Linked DNA regions of Ovis aries: region 1 is linked to region 2. The links are chromatin contacts, called in public Hi-C maps. All regions are on one chromosome and are shown on one strand. The core of a region is the stretch at or near the end of the contact, and the rest is flanking DNA. Distances in the headings are between cores, read along the strand shown. Region 1 holds the start of SAP30BP (SAP30 binding protein). Region 2 overlaps ITGB4 (integrin subunit beta 4).

The links. Hi-C and Micro-C count contacts between places; a contact is called where the count stands out from the background.
Region 1: a Hi-C map of tail adipose tissue shows a contact between it and region 2, with 6 times the contacts expected there. The contact joins the promoter of SAP30BP here to the enhancer-like site in region 2. A contact is called at or near these places in 14 of 16 Hi-C or Micro-C datasets (blood, hypothalamus, liver and 6 more).

What each region holds. Positions count from the first base shown.
Region 1 is chr11:55,251,760-55,258,908 of ARS-UI_Ramb_v3.0, forward strand. SAP30BP (SAP30 binding protein) reads right to left here and starts at 4,842. Exons shown (of 11, transcript XM_060395861.1): 1 at 4,702-4,842; 2 at 3,385-3,494. The coding sequence starts at 4,807. RECQL5 (RecQ like helicase 5) reads left to right here and starts at 4,989. Exons shown (of 20, transcript XM_027974079.3): 1 at 4,989-5,157; 2 at 5,670-5,807; 3 at 6,808-6,929. The coding sequence starts at 5,681.
Region 2 is chr11:55,190,065-55,197,033 of ARS-UI_Ramb_v3.0, forward strand. It overlaps ITGB4 (integrin subunit beta 4), which reads right to left. Exons shown (of 40, transcript XM_042256360.2): 26 at 6,936-6,969; 27 at 3,080-3,284; 28 at 1,760-1,917; 29 at 1,239-1,419; 30 at 973-1,110. TRNAA-AGC (transfer RNA alanine (anticodon AGC)) reads right to left here and starts at 4,715; the gene lies at 4,644-4,715. Within about 2 kb of position 1,922, at least 6 of the 54 cell types and tissues checked have an H3K27ac peak or open chromatin away from gene starts, as enhancers often do. A contact at or near this core is called in liver, where this site is marked.

The sequences.
Region 1 (7,149 bases), core at 3,592-6,091, 65 kb after region 2:
ACTTCACATACTTAAGGCAGAAATATGCAAAATTAATGGTTTGAAAAGCAAAAGTATTGTTAAATACTGACCGAAATAAAACTTAAATGTGACAGAAAAATTCCTGAAGAGGGAGGGGTGGGAAGGGATTGAGGCGGAGACTAAGACCTGGAAGACAGTGTGACGCCAGCTTAGGCAGAAGAGGAAGCTGCAGCAGGACGAAGCACAGGGAACACAGGAAACGCATGCTGGGGACCGTCCCTAGTCCTGGGAGATGCCACGGGGACTCGGTCTTTCTGCCCCACCCCCATCCCCGGGCTTCTGCTGGCCACTGGGGACCAGAGGACATCTGAGCTGGTGGAGCTCAGTCTGGTTCCGACGCTCACCCTCCACGAGAACTGCGTCGGGTCACCCTGAAAGCTGGGTTTTGTGTTGATTTCCAAGGGCTCCCTAACATGGGGGATGGGAACGGGCTGTGTGTCTGTGTCTTAGCCTTTATCACAATGGGGTCAAAGATGTGTGAATTACTCTCAGCTGCTACTGGGATGAAAAATAAGAAATGACAATGCTGTTTCAAAACAAACCATTCTGTATGGTTTACTGGAGGGTGGAAGGGCACTTGCTTGGAAAAACAAGGCTTAGGCTCAACATCCCCAATAGCTGGGAGAGGTCTCATTTTGTCTGGCCCTCTATGGCCCTTCTTCACGTCTGGACAACTAAAGAGAACCCACAGTGCATGAGGCAGCCCTTGTGGCTTCCTGACTCTAAAAACATTCCCACACCTAACCCACCTGCAGGGGCACAGACCCCACAAAGCCCGCCTTTGTAGGGGGCTGCAAATTAAGCTGCCTCACGACAGTCCAGGGTGGTCTCCAGTTCTCTTAAAGCTGGGTTGATCCCCACCCCCACCCCCTCAAATCACACTGGTTGCATGGTATGTTAGTGGGACAAATCTGGAACCAGACATATGAACTGAGCCATAATGTTAAAAATGCCTTGTTCATATCCAGCCACCCCACCACAACCAACACCAAATACCTTTGGGTCATCAGCCTCAGGTTTTTCAGTCTCTGAATCGTCATCTTCCTACAAGACAAAGAATTTAGAGGATTAAGCTTAAAGGAGTGGGCCTGAGGTTCTCACATGCACAACTAGGGTATGGAACAAATTTACCCAGCCTGGGTCATCCCACCAAGAATCCCTCCCCTACCATATGACCCAGGCTCCAGAGAAAGAGGAGGGGAAAAAGAGATGTTCTGGGTAGGAAAAACAGAACATCAGCCGCTCAAAGTCCTTACTCCAGCAGGGCCATAGTCTATATCAATGAAAAATGCCTGAGATTAAAGACTACACACACAAAAACGGAGAAAGGTTGCAATACACTTGAGAAAAGATCAGGCCCCACAGGATAAAGCAGGCATGGAGCTGCCAATGAAATACCCATGATTTCAAAGTACAGGAATCCTTTTTTCCTTCTTTGCCTTTCATGTACACAAAGACATCAGACTCCAAGCTCCCGGGACAGCTTTCACCTCCCTGAGTGCCATGACCTTTCACCTAAACGCTATACCCGAGCGCATCAACCCAGCAATATCTGCACATCAGCATGAACAGTAGGAAGGCAGGCATCAAATGACCAGGGCAAGTGATCTGGGAAAGGCAGGACTGTCCTGGGACCCAGCTGAGGGCACTACGCCTCCATCCAGACTTTTGGAGAACTAACCCATTCTAGGCAGCCTTGTTCCTTATCCAAATGGCCTGCCTGACATGGAGCACCATGTGGGCATGCCATTTTCCAATGTGTGCCCCAGCCTCACACAAGCTAGTCCACCATTCCACTGAAACCCAATGAAGGTCAAAAATCAGCTACCCTGTCAGGCAGCTGTCTCCCGTGTCTGTTCCACGACGAGCACACCCCAATGCACGGGAGCTGTAATTTCACATCCAATGGAAAGTTTCATTTGAAAATGCTGTTTTCAGTCACTCTAAATGACCCCCTCCCCATATGAAAGAGCACACCAGATGTGAATATAACCACCACCTGAGAGACTTCAACTAGCCTGATGGTTCTGAGATTGAATTGTTCTGCAAGGTGTCAAGAGAGCCACAGCTTTTAAATACAATCTGTTGCAAATGAAACCCATCAGGCCAAATAATCAGAGATGTAGCTCAGCTAAATACAGGCACAATTTAGAATGTATACATTGGGACTGGATGCAAGGATTTTACTAAAATGCGGAATAAAGCTTAAATATGGTGAAAATTCTATGCAAAGTAAATGCAGAAGAACACCTCAAAAACACACATGCAAATTTCCTGAAGAAAATAGTTACTGGATGTTAAGCCAGTATGTACTCACTTAAGAGCAGTCAGGAAAATGGAACAACTTACAAAGCTTTTCTAAACAATTTTAGTCAATTCTGAATTATCAGCAAAAATGGGAGAGGGGAAACCTCAAGGGATAAAAATATCTTCCAAAAGAACAGAATATACAAAAGGTATTTTTTGTTTAATTTGTAAAGCATTGTAACTCTAACGTTTATGTAGCAATGCATAACATTTTCAAACAAACAATACAGAACATTCAGTTCAGTTCAGTCGCTCAGTCATGTCCGACTCTTTGCGACCCCATGGACAGCAGACGCCAGGCTTCCCTGTCCATCACTAATTCATTAGGTGTTTTAATTAAAGCTGTTGCTAACCAGCCAGATTTTATACTGAGGTACAAGTTTGTATGTCTGTGTTAAGAACCAGTCTGAATCCTTGTTTTTCTCTAGAGTTAAGTTCTCCAAACTTTTAAATTTTAGGGGACAGTGTATCTAAAGTCCTTCTGGTTAAATTAAGATGCAAGTTCTTTTCTTTGCTAGTCAGCACATACTAAACTTTAAGCAAGATTTGATGATCAAGAACACTCTGATAAAAAGTGCCAAGTAGAACATCAAGAAAGGATTTAATAAATATCAAATCACAAATAACAGTCCTTCCCAGTCTTTTTAATAAACTGAAAGATTCGAATGAGCCCCAACCGAGATTACAAATAACACAGAATTGACTGCAGATATAAATGATACATCAGTTGGGATGAATGCACTGTTTCAAATGGAATAAATTATCTAAGCAGGGAAAACCAACATAAAACACCTATTGATATCTGGGTTAAATAAAATTGTCCACAATTGTTGCCTCCAAGTTTCAATACAAAGGTTAATACAAAATGGTTCAGGTGAAAAAAATTAGATTTTCAAAGAGAACTACAGATATCCAATCCAATTCTCTCAACGGATACTAAACACACCAAAAAAGGAGGGGAGGGGGAAATGGAACACTGTTGGTACAGGTCAGAAAGTTTCCGACAAATGAAATGATGCTTTGAGCAGCTGTGGATTTGGGAATAGATTTACCTACCGACGGTTTGCTGTTCTCATCCTCCTCCTCTTCATAACCATCTTCATCACCCGCAAGGCGAGAGAAGTCATCCTCTCCATAGGCTTCGGATACCAAGCCGCCTTTCTCCTCTTAAACAGAAGAGAAAAATAAGATGAATGACTGGGAAAAAGAATGGAGAAAAACACGAGTCATTTGAGTGGCCAGGACTATCTCTTACGAGACAAGGAAAACCTAAATCTCATTTAAGTGACCTCTGGCCCAGATTCCGTTTTGGGGAAGACTACAAAATTTAGTGTATGAATTCATTAAAAGAACAGGAAAGAAAACCAAGTAATATTAAATTTCATTTTTAATGCTTCCAATCCACCTATGCCAACTGAAGCATACTTTCCTCTCAACTGTTATATCGCTTTGTTTAAGCCCCTCTTTTGATCTGCCTATGTCTACTTTGTATAATAGGCACCAATGAACCAGTCTTCTCATACAAGATGAGGACTCTGTCATCCTCATTTTTGTGAGTCCTCCCCTAGGAACTGGATCTTAAAACAGGGGTGCCTTGAGAGGTTCCCAATCATATCTACTTGAGAAACAAAATATTTTTCTATGTTTAAAACAAAAACAACAACCCCCGCCAAACAACGCAAATTACCAGCAGAGAACTTCCAGACAGGCCAAGACCACTTGCACTGAGAAGCTAACAGTCCAAGCCCCTCCATCACTTCCCAATGAGGAAACCAAGGCTCAAATATGTTGGGTAACTTGCTGCCTCTCTTCACTCCCATATAAATCTGTTCCCACTTCTTACTACTGTTATTCTCAACGTGAGTACAGTAACAAAATATTGATGGGCTTTGAACAACTCACAAAGTAACGGAATCGCCAAGAAGCCTTGGAAGGATCACAAACGCTCAGGTCCTTCCCCAGATCTACTGAATTAAGACTCTCTCGCGGTGGAGACCGGAGGTACAAAGCTCCAAGATATGTCTGGGGCATATTATCAATTAAAAGATTCGCTCTTCCCCACAAACAAGCCCGGAGAAAACAGGTAGTGGTTCAGTAGCCTTGGATCCTCTCTCCCCTTTGTCCATCCTTCTGCCCAGCACCATGCCCAGCACGGAGACTTTAAGTAAATTACGGAAGGATAATCGAATCCAAGGAAGGAGACGGTCCATTCGTGCTACAGAGCGTATAACGCTCGGTCTAGCCCAGGATCCTGAGCGCCCTTTAGGGCTCCGGGGCCCGATACTTGGGGTACAATGACCATCTCTTTCCCTCCCGCCGGCTAGGGGAGCAGTAACCTGATTCTCCCTTTCCGGTTCCCTTCTCGGGCCTCACCAGCCGCGCTGCCTGCCGTTTCAACTCCAGCCTCTCCGTCAGACTCGGGCTCTGAATCTTCCGCGTAAACTGCCAGAGACGACAGAACATTCTTCTTCCCCGCCATCTTATTTCCACAGCCCCGGTGTGGCTCACTTCTATGACTCCAAAGAGCCGACTTCCGCCCAGAAAGGCGACTTCTTCCGGATCCCAGGAGACCCCGCGCCCCTTCCAGACCGGGAACCAATCAAAACGGCTCTTTCGGCGCCTGGCTCCGCCCCTCGTGCCACCGCTTGCATAACGTCATCACTGCGCGACGGACACAAGCTTCTGTGGGATATACCTGACACTGCTTTCCCAGCAGTTTGGCTTTTCAGTTACCTGAGGCGTATGAGGGTCTTCGAGTAGTTCCCGAGCCAGCGGGCATCAGCGGCCCGACAAGAGCCCTTCGTTTCTCGGAGCCCACGGCCGGCTCTGATATCTTGGGGTTAAGAGAGGGAGGCTTTCGCTGGGGAAGGGAGAAATGAGCAGATCTGAGGCTGAGTAAAGGGGAGAGCTGCCATCCGGGGGGTGGGGGAGAGGGTGATGGGAAGAAGGGGTCAGGTCCCAGAGGAAGAATGGTTGTCAGTGGCCGTGCTTACGGAGTAGAGGGTGGATCTTAGGGAAAAAATTCCATCTTCTCTAAACTGTTCCGGACATTTGTGTTTCTTCTCGTGATCTGATTTCTAGCTCTGCGCTGTACGGTGCCCTGGGATAGTTCGAAGATTTTATTTTCACTGAGCATAAAAATAGAGATGTTAATTACTCAAGAATGTATTGCTCCAGGCTCTTCACCTGGAGCTATATAACTTGAAAATAGTGCATTGTTTGAGCATAATAAAGCAAATTTATACTCATAGAGATTATAAAATAAGCAGTCTTTTAAAAGCAGAACAGAGGTTTCTAGTTGCAACCATATGATCATCACCTTTGCCTTAACCTTTGGCCACTGTTGGTAAAGATGAGTACCCATCCTTCCTCTCCTTTTGACCCTGAGCGTCGAGTCCGGAGCATGTTGAAAAAGGTCTTTGGGTTTGACTCTTTTAAGACGCCTTTGCAGGAGAGGGCGATCATGGCTGTAGTGAAAGGTAACGTTACCAAACTACCTGTGTTTACATTTGTGCTGCTGCAGAGCACTTTCCTTTTTAAAAAATATTTATTTTTATTTATTTGGCTGCATAAAGTCTTAGTTGTAGCTGTGGCACGTGGGAACTAGTTCCCTGACCAGGGATCGAACCCAGCCCCCCTGTATCGGGAGCACAGAGGCTTAGCCACTGGACCACCAGGGAATTCCCTGCAGAGCACTTTCCTTCTGACCCTTCCTACCTCCCCGCCTTTGGGCCATATTTGGTTTTGGAGATGTAGACGTGTCACCCTAAACTTACTTACAGTTTTATCGGCAGAACCACCCAACTGTTCTGATTCTGATAGTTCACAGTCAGAGCTAAGGTTGTCTTTGAAAACACTATATATTTCCATTCTCTTTTGTTTGGTGTAGACAGCAGTGTGTGTGGGGGTGGGGTGGGGGTGTAGTTGGCAGGAATAGTCTTAAGGCAGTCATCTTCCAGGTAATTTTTTTGTTGAAGATAGAGTGGCTTGGGTCCCTGGTAGGGAAGGAGTAATAACATTATAAACTGGAGCTGTGTTGATAGATGAAGATTGTCAAGGGGGGAGCAGGAATGTAATGTCAGTGACACTGTAACATTTATAAACAAAATCCCTCTAAGTGATGTTGTATCCATGTCTATGCAGATATGATCACCCATCCAGAAGGATTCAGCTTTCGTTGAATCCTGATTCAGCTCAACCTGATTCGGTTCAGCCATCCGTGTCCCAGCAGACTCCTACTCCTTACCCTTGTAGTTGTTACCGGTTCTGAAAATGATTGGCTGGCATTGCTGAATCTCCCTGGATCGCTCCCCTTGTCCTAGAAAGGATGGGAAGGGAATTGCAATTATATTGAGACCCTTCCATGTGCCAGACACTCTACTAGGGGTTTTTCTTACATTATCCTTTAATTGTCAACAGCCTTGATGAGGGGAATATATAAAAGGCAGGAGCGTTGAGATGTCCTCTTGTCTTTTGCAGGTGATCAGGATGTCTTTGTGTGCATGCCCACTGGGGCAGGAAAGTCCCTCTGCTATCAGCTCCCTGCTCTGTTGGCTAAAGGCATCACCATCGTGGTCTCTCCTCTCATTGCTTTGATTCAGGTGAGGCTCAGGTGAATGAAGATGGCAGGCCAGAAAGTTTAGGGGACTTTTTTCTTTTTTGGTAGCTGGAAGTTTACTTCTTTCACTGGTCTTTTGCCTCTTGCTTTTCTTTGATTTGTCTTTGTCCCTCTGTATTGGGTTTCTGAATTGCCTAAGTGTGGGATTCTCCACTAGTGCATATCACTCTGGTGGGTTATGATTGAGTCCTCTCTGTTTTGAT
Region 2 (6,969 bases), core at 672-3,171:
CTGTGCTCCAAGAACTGGCTGATGTTGGACTGTCTGCCTGGGGGAGGCCTCTGAGTGCTGAGGTGGGGTCCACCCTGTCGCATCTGTCTGCCAGGGGGAGAAGGGAAGGGGACCACCCCAAAGGGCTGATGCCCTTGGGTCAGGAGGGCTTCCTCACACGTTTGTGAGGCAAGAGCTAAGACTGTGCGCCGGAATCATCAGTCACGCCTGGTTAAGATTAAAGACCGGGCCACAAAAGACTTCCTGACAGTGGTCCAGGGGTGGATCAGGGGTCGCCAGCAGGAGCCAAGGTGTGACGCAGCGGCTGAAAAGGTTGTGCTTGGTCAGCCAGGTGAACAGAGCAAGGAGCCTGAGGCCCAGAACAATCCTGCTGCCCTCTGCCTTGTTGGGCCACCTTAGAGTGCTAAGTCTGACCCACTTTAGGGTCCACAGGTTGTATCTGGGAGTGGGAAGCTCTCCATCCCTGGGATGGACTGAACATGTGAGGATGCAGAGAGGAGGGCCCTGTACCAGGCAAGAGTCGGGGACTGAGCTCCCCTGAAAAGTTTTCCGTCCTGACAAGTGCAGGGGTCATCTCTCCCTTCCAGGACAGGAGAAAAATAGAGTTCTGCCTAGTGCTCTGGCCTAGGGCTGCCAGATAACACGTTGCATGAAATGTACTAGAAAAACTGTTTGAAGTTCAGGGCGTCCTCTGCTTTTTATTTGCTAAATCTCTCTACCCTGACCTGAAGACACCCATGTAGAATTGAGCCACTCTCGTTAACCTGCTTGGGCAGGCACTCTGGACCTGTGACCCCACTGCACACACATAACCTCAGGCCTTCCATCCTCACCTGCCCTGGGAGCTTCTGGGCTCTGCTTTGGAATGCAACTAACCCAGCCCAAACCTGACCACAAACCTAATGATGCCCCCAGGCAACCAGACACTCCCCCTCCCCTCCCTGGAGACAGAAGGCGAGGGCGGGCCCTTACGGTTGTCCTCATTGACCAGGCCGTAGCAGACCTCATAGGCTGTGATCTCGCCGTTGGTCTCGGCTGGCTCGGCCCAGCTCAGCTGGGTCACAGTGGAGGAGACGACGTTGAAGGCCAGACGCCCGGGCTCGCTGGGCACTGGGTGGGGCAGAGGGGGTGCAGGAAGAGTGCTGTCAACAGCGGACAAGAGGGCAGAGTTCTGGGCGGGGCCGGGGCAGGGCAGGCTGGCATCAGGGTGGCCAGGGATGGACGTGGTGAGGCCTCACCTTCCTGGTGGGTGCGACAGGACACCGGGGAGCTGTAGGGGCCCTCGCCCTGCGCCCCGTAGGCGCACACCTTCATCTCGTAGTCGCAATATGGGTACAGGTTGGTGAGCTCCACTGAGGGGACCTTGCTGTCGAGCAGGTGGGCTTCAGACTCGGAGTCGCCCTGGATCCAGTACTTCACCTGTGCCCAGGGCAAGGCTGGTCAGTGGGGAGCAGCTGGCAGAGCCCACCGTCCCTCCGCTGAGCCCTGCCCTTACAGTCCCGTGGGCACACAGACGTGGAGGGATTGAGTGCCCTGCCAGGCGCACGCAGCAGGGCTGGCCCAGAGCACAGGTGTTTCTGGGTTCTGGGGGCCACATTCCAAGGACTTCTTCCTCCCTCAGCGGCCGATGGGGGTTCCCCACCCACTGAGGCCAAGCACGCCCTCTCCTCTCCCTGGGGCCCTCTCTGGCCTCAGCGGGCTCACCTCAACAGTGTATGCCCGGCCTCCCATCCACCTCCCTCGACGCCCCCCACCTTACCCGGTACCCTGTTGGCTTGCCAGGAGGCGGCAACCAGTTGAAGTGGATCTTCCGGGACCCGGCAGCCTTGGCATTGGGATTCTGTGGGGCACCCAGGTCACCCCGGGGTGGTGGGGGTGATGACACAGTCTGGTTCATTAAGTTCCGGTCCAGCTCATCTGCAGAGGGTCAAGCCAGGGCAAGGCAGTCAGCAGAGACTCCTCTCTGGCTTTAAGGGGGCAGGAACCCATCTGCACCACCAGGGGGCACCAGACGCACAGTTAAACACCAAGACTCCTTCCCCTTCACATCACATCACATGTATGGATATGAGAGTTGGACTATAAAGAAAGCTGAGGGCCAAAGTATTGACGCTTGTGAACTGTGGTGTTGGAGAAGACTCTTGAAGAGTCCCTTGGACTGCAAGGAGATCCAACCAGTCCATTCTAAAGATCAGTCCTGAATGTTCATTGGAAGGACTGATGTTGAAGCAGAAACTCCAATATTTTGGCGACCTGATGCGAAGAACTGACTCATTTGAAAAGACCCTGACGCTGGGAAATATTGAAGGCAGGAGGAGAAGGGGACAACAGAGGATGAGATGGTTAGATGGCATCACCAACTCAATAGACATGAGTTTGAGTAAACTCCGAGAGTTGGTGATGAACAGGGAGGCCGCGGTCCATGGGATCACAAAGAGTCTGACACGACTGAGCGAGTGAACTGAACTGAACTGAACTGAACCTTCCCCCTGCTTCAGGGGGACCCAGGAGGGTCTCCAGAGGGATGAGGGCTTGCTCTCTTTGTCCCTTTGGCAGCCAAGGCGTGACCCACAGGGAACATTTTCTCCTCCAATGCCCTTCCTCTCTCCCCTACCCCAAGACTCCTCCTCCGCCCCCATCCTCTTGGCAAACCTCTCCTCCAGGGTGGGCTCACAGGCCCCACTATACTGGAAGCTAAGGGCACATAAGAAGTGTTTCACCCCTTCTGAAACACTTGCATTTTAGCTTGAACTAAGGCTGAAGTCAAAGGGCTAAGGCTTAATGGTGGGATTCCCAGCCAGCAGCAGGCCCGTGGCCACATGACCCTGGTCTCTCTGATTGAGAGCAGGTTGTCAGATAAATACAAGATGCCTAGTTAAACTTGAATTTCACACAAAGATACTTTTTAAGAATAAGTATATCCCAGATAGCATATGGGATATATTTATACTACAAGTTGAGTTGTTATTTATCTGGGATTCAAATTTAACTGAGCATTCTGTATTTTTACGGCTGAGACTTTCAAGAAGCCCCAGCCCTCCCTTCCCACCTGCTTAACCTGACCCCAGGCTCTGGCTACCTCGGTCCCCAATGATGACAGTGGCAGACTGGGGCTGGCCCAGGCGGGCCCCAAACTTGGGGTTGCTGAGTTGGATGTAGAAGCGGCGGGTCTGAGGGCCCCGCAGGAGGGAGTCCATCTCCTGCAGCTCCAGCAGCTTCACCTGCAGCTCCTTCCAGGTCTCTCCAGGTTGGAACAGCAGCTCACCCTCCATGGGGATGTAGTCCTAGGAATGGGAAGGGGTCAGAGTTGGAGCAGGCCTGGGAGACGAGTCAAGGCTACACGCTCCACCCCCACCCCACAGCCAATGCAGAGACCCTCACGCACAGACTGTCCCACATGGACACGGAACGGCTCCTGTTTATACAGCACCTCTTGTGCATCAAGTACTTTACAGATATTAGCTCGTTTCTTCCTCAGGGCAGAGTGAGGTAGAGATATTACTGTCCCCATTTTACAGATCAGGTAACTGAGGCACACAGAGGTAAAGAAAGATGCCCAAGTTCACACAGGTAGTTGTGGTGGAGCTGGGATTTGAACCAAGGCACAGAGAGACAAGGATGCAGATACAGGAGGGTCCCACACAGGTAGGCACTCAGCCAGGGGAGCTGAGATTTGTAGGCCTCACCTCGGAGGGAGGAACTCTTCCCCACCCTGGGGCTCTGAAGTCTGAATCCCACCATCCCCCCGGCCCTGCTTCCTGGGTGGGTTGCTTCTATTACCTCCAGTTTTTATTTTTCAATGCCCTAGAGCTTTTTCCTGAACATCTTGGGATTAAGTCAGAAAACAAAGATCATGGCATCCGGTCCCATCACTTCATGGGAAATAGATGGGGAAACAGTGGAAACAGTGTCAGACTTTATTTTGGGGGGCTCCAAAATCACTGCAGATGGTGACTACAGCCATGAAATTAAAAGACGCTCACTCCTTGAAAGGAAAGTTATGACCAGCCTAGATAGCATATTGAAAAGCAGAGACATTACTTTGCCAACAAAGGTCCATCTAGTCAAAGCTATGGTTTTCCCAGTGGTCATGTATGGATGTGAGAGTTGGACTGTGAAGAAGGCTGAGCGCCAAAGAATTGATGCTTTTGAACTGTGATGTTGGAGAAGACTCTTGAGAGTCCCTTGGACTGCAAGGAGATCCAACCAGTCCATTCTGAAGGAGATCAGCCCTGGGTTTTCTTTGGAAGGAATGATGCTAAAGTTGAAACTCCAGTACTTTGGCCATCTCATGTGAAGAGTTGACTCATTGGAAAATACTCTGATGCTGGGAGGGATTGGGGGCAGGAGGAGAAGGGGACAACAGAGGATGAGATGGCTGGATGGCATCACTGACTCGATGGACGTGACTTTGAGTGGACTCCGGGAGTTGGTGATGGACAGGGAGGCCTGGCGTGCTGTGATTCATGGGGTCGTAAAGAGTTGGACACGACTGTACTGAACTGAGCTGATATGGGGCAGATGGATTGCAGTGTGTGTAGGGGGAAGCCTTTTCACATGATTCCACTAGGTGGCACTGTAAACTAACATTCAGATTCTTTGCTAGCAGTCCGAGCCACCAGGGAAGCCGAAAAATGTAAGGATGGAGGTACTGGGGATTGAACCCAGGGCCTCATGCATGCTAAGCATGCGCTCTACCACTGAGCTATACCCCCAGGCATATATCTGTATACACATACATATATACATCTGTATAGAAAGAGAGAAAGCAACTATCAACAATGGGTGAATCTATGTCAAGAGTAAATGGGTGCTAATTTTATTAGTCTTTCCATTCTGCTGTAGGTTTGAAGTTTTTCAAAATAAAAAGTTGAGAAATATTTAAAAATGTTAAAAAACATAGTTCACTACCAAAGGATCTTTATAAAGGGCTTCCCTAGTGGCTCAGATGGTAAAGAATCTGCCCGCAATGCAGGAGACTCAGGTTTGATCCCTGGGTGGGGAAGATCCCCTGGAGAAAGGAAAGGCAATCCACTCCAGTATTCTTGCCTGGAAAAATCCCATGGACAGAGGAGACTGGTAGGCTGCAGTCCATGGGCCACCAAGAGTCAGACATGACTTAGCGATTTAACACTTTCACTTTTTCACTTTCAGTGAAGTTATGGTTGTACAGATTCCTTTTTGGAATTTTTACTGGGAGCATTAGAGCAGTAATGAGAACTAGTCCTACCTATAAAAAGAAATAAAGAATAGGCTGTGTGTGCACACTTGCTCTCATGATTGCCAAGTGGGCCTGCAGGCCAGTGCGACTAACCTTTATTACTTTTGAGTGAAGTTTTGTTTCGTTTTTAATTTTGGGGCACACGCTGTGGCATATGGAACTTCCCCAAACCAGGATCGAACCCATGCCCCCTGCAGTGAAAGCGCAGCATCTTAACTACTGGTCCAAGAGGAAAGTCCAGTGAAGTTTTGATATGAATATTTTTAGTTTTAAAATGTTGGTAATAGTTATAAAATAGATAACTAATAAGAACCTATGGTATAGCACAGGAAACTCTACTCAGTACTCTGTAATGATCTATATGGGAACAGAATCTGAAAAAGAGTCGATATATGTCTATGTTTAACTGATTCACTTAGCTGTACAGCAGAAACACAATATGGTAAATCAACTGTATGCCAATAAAAAAATTAATTTAAAAAAATTGGTAATGGTAATAGGGAATTCCCTGGCAGTCCAGTGGTTGCTAAGTCGCTTCAGTCGTGTCCGACTCTGTGTGACTCCATAGACGGCAGCGCACCAGGCTCCCCCGTCCCTGGGATCCTCCAGGCAAGAACACTGGAGTGGGTTGCCAGTTCCTTCTCCAATGCATGAAAGTGAAAAGTGAAAGTGAAGTCGCTCAGCTGTGTCCGACTGTTTGAGACCCCATGGACTGCAGCCCACCAGGCCCCTCCATCCATGGGATTTTCCAGGCAAGAGTGCTGGAGTGGGATGCCATTGCCTTCTCCAAGTCCAGTGGTTAGGACTCTTCAATTTCATTGCCAGGTCCCTGGGTCCAGGTTTGATCCCTGGTTGGGGGACTAAGATCCCACAAGTCATGCAGCATGGCCAAAAAAATCAAAATACACAAAACGTTGGTAATTAATTTAGAAAAACAGACGTATAAGCCAAACTAAGCACGGACATGGCTGTTGTCTGAGAGTGATTAAGTTGCGAAAAAGTTGACACCAGCCCACCACGAGGCCCTCCCTGCCCTGAAGGATCGGTCCTGTGGCCTGGCCGACAGAGGGCCTGCCTGGGGACAAGAAGGCCAGAGTCTCTGGGCCATGGCAGAGAGGGCAGTCTATTTCTTTGAAGTATCTGGGTGGGTCCTGGAATGTTGCAAGGGGGACACGGATGGTCTGGACATGAGGAGGCCTTATTCAGGGCATCACTGGCCTTTTTGGTGAAAGTGAAATTGCTTAGTCCTGTCCAACTTTTTGCCACCCCATGGACTATAGCCCACTAGGCTCCTCTGTCTATGGGGTTTTCTAGGCAAGAATAGGAGTAGGTTGCCACTTCCTTCTCCAGGAGATCTTCCCAACTCATTTGAAAAGACCCTGATGCTGGGAAAGACTGTAGGCGGGAGGAGAAGGGGACACAGAGGATGAGATGGCTGGATGGCATCACCAACTCAATGGACATGAGTTTGAGTAAGCGCCAGGAGTTGATGATGGACAGGGTGGTCTGGGGTGCTGCAGTCCATGGGGTCGCAAGGAGTTGGACATGACTGAGCGACTGAACTGAACTGATGCCCCTGCTGCAGGGTGGCAGAGGGAACGTGTCCCTGGGAGGCCAGCCTGTGGCACCACCAGCATCCAGAGACCCAGGATGCCGCTGTGTCCGGCCCCCACTGGGCCCTTGGGATGTGCCTGACCTCGTGGCAAGGACTCACCCGGTTGCCCTTGGCGGTGTTGTCCTGCGTGCGG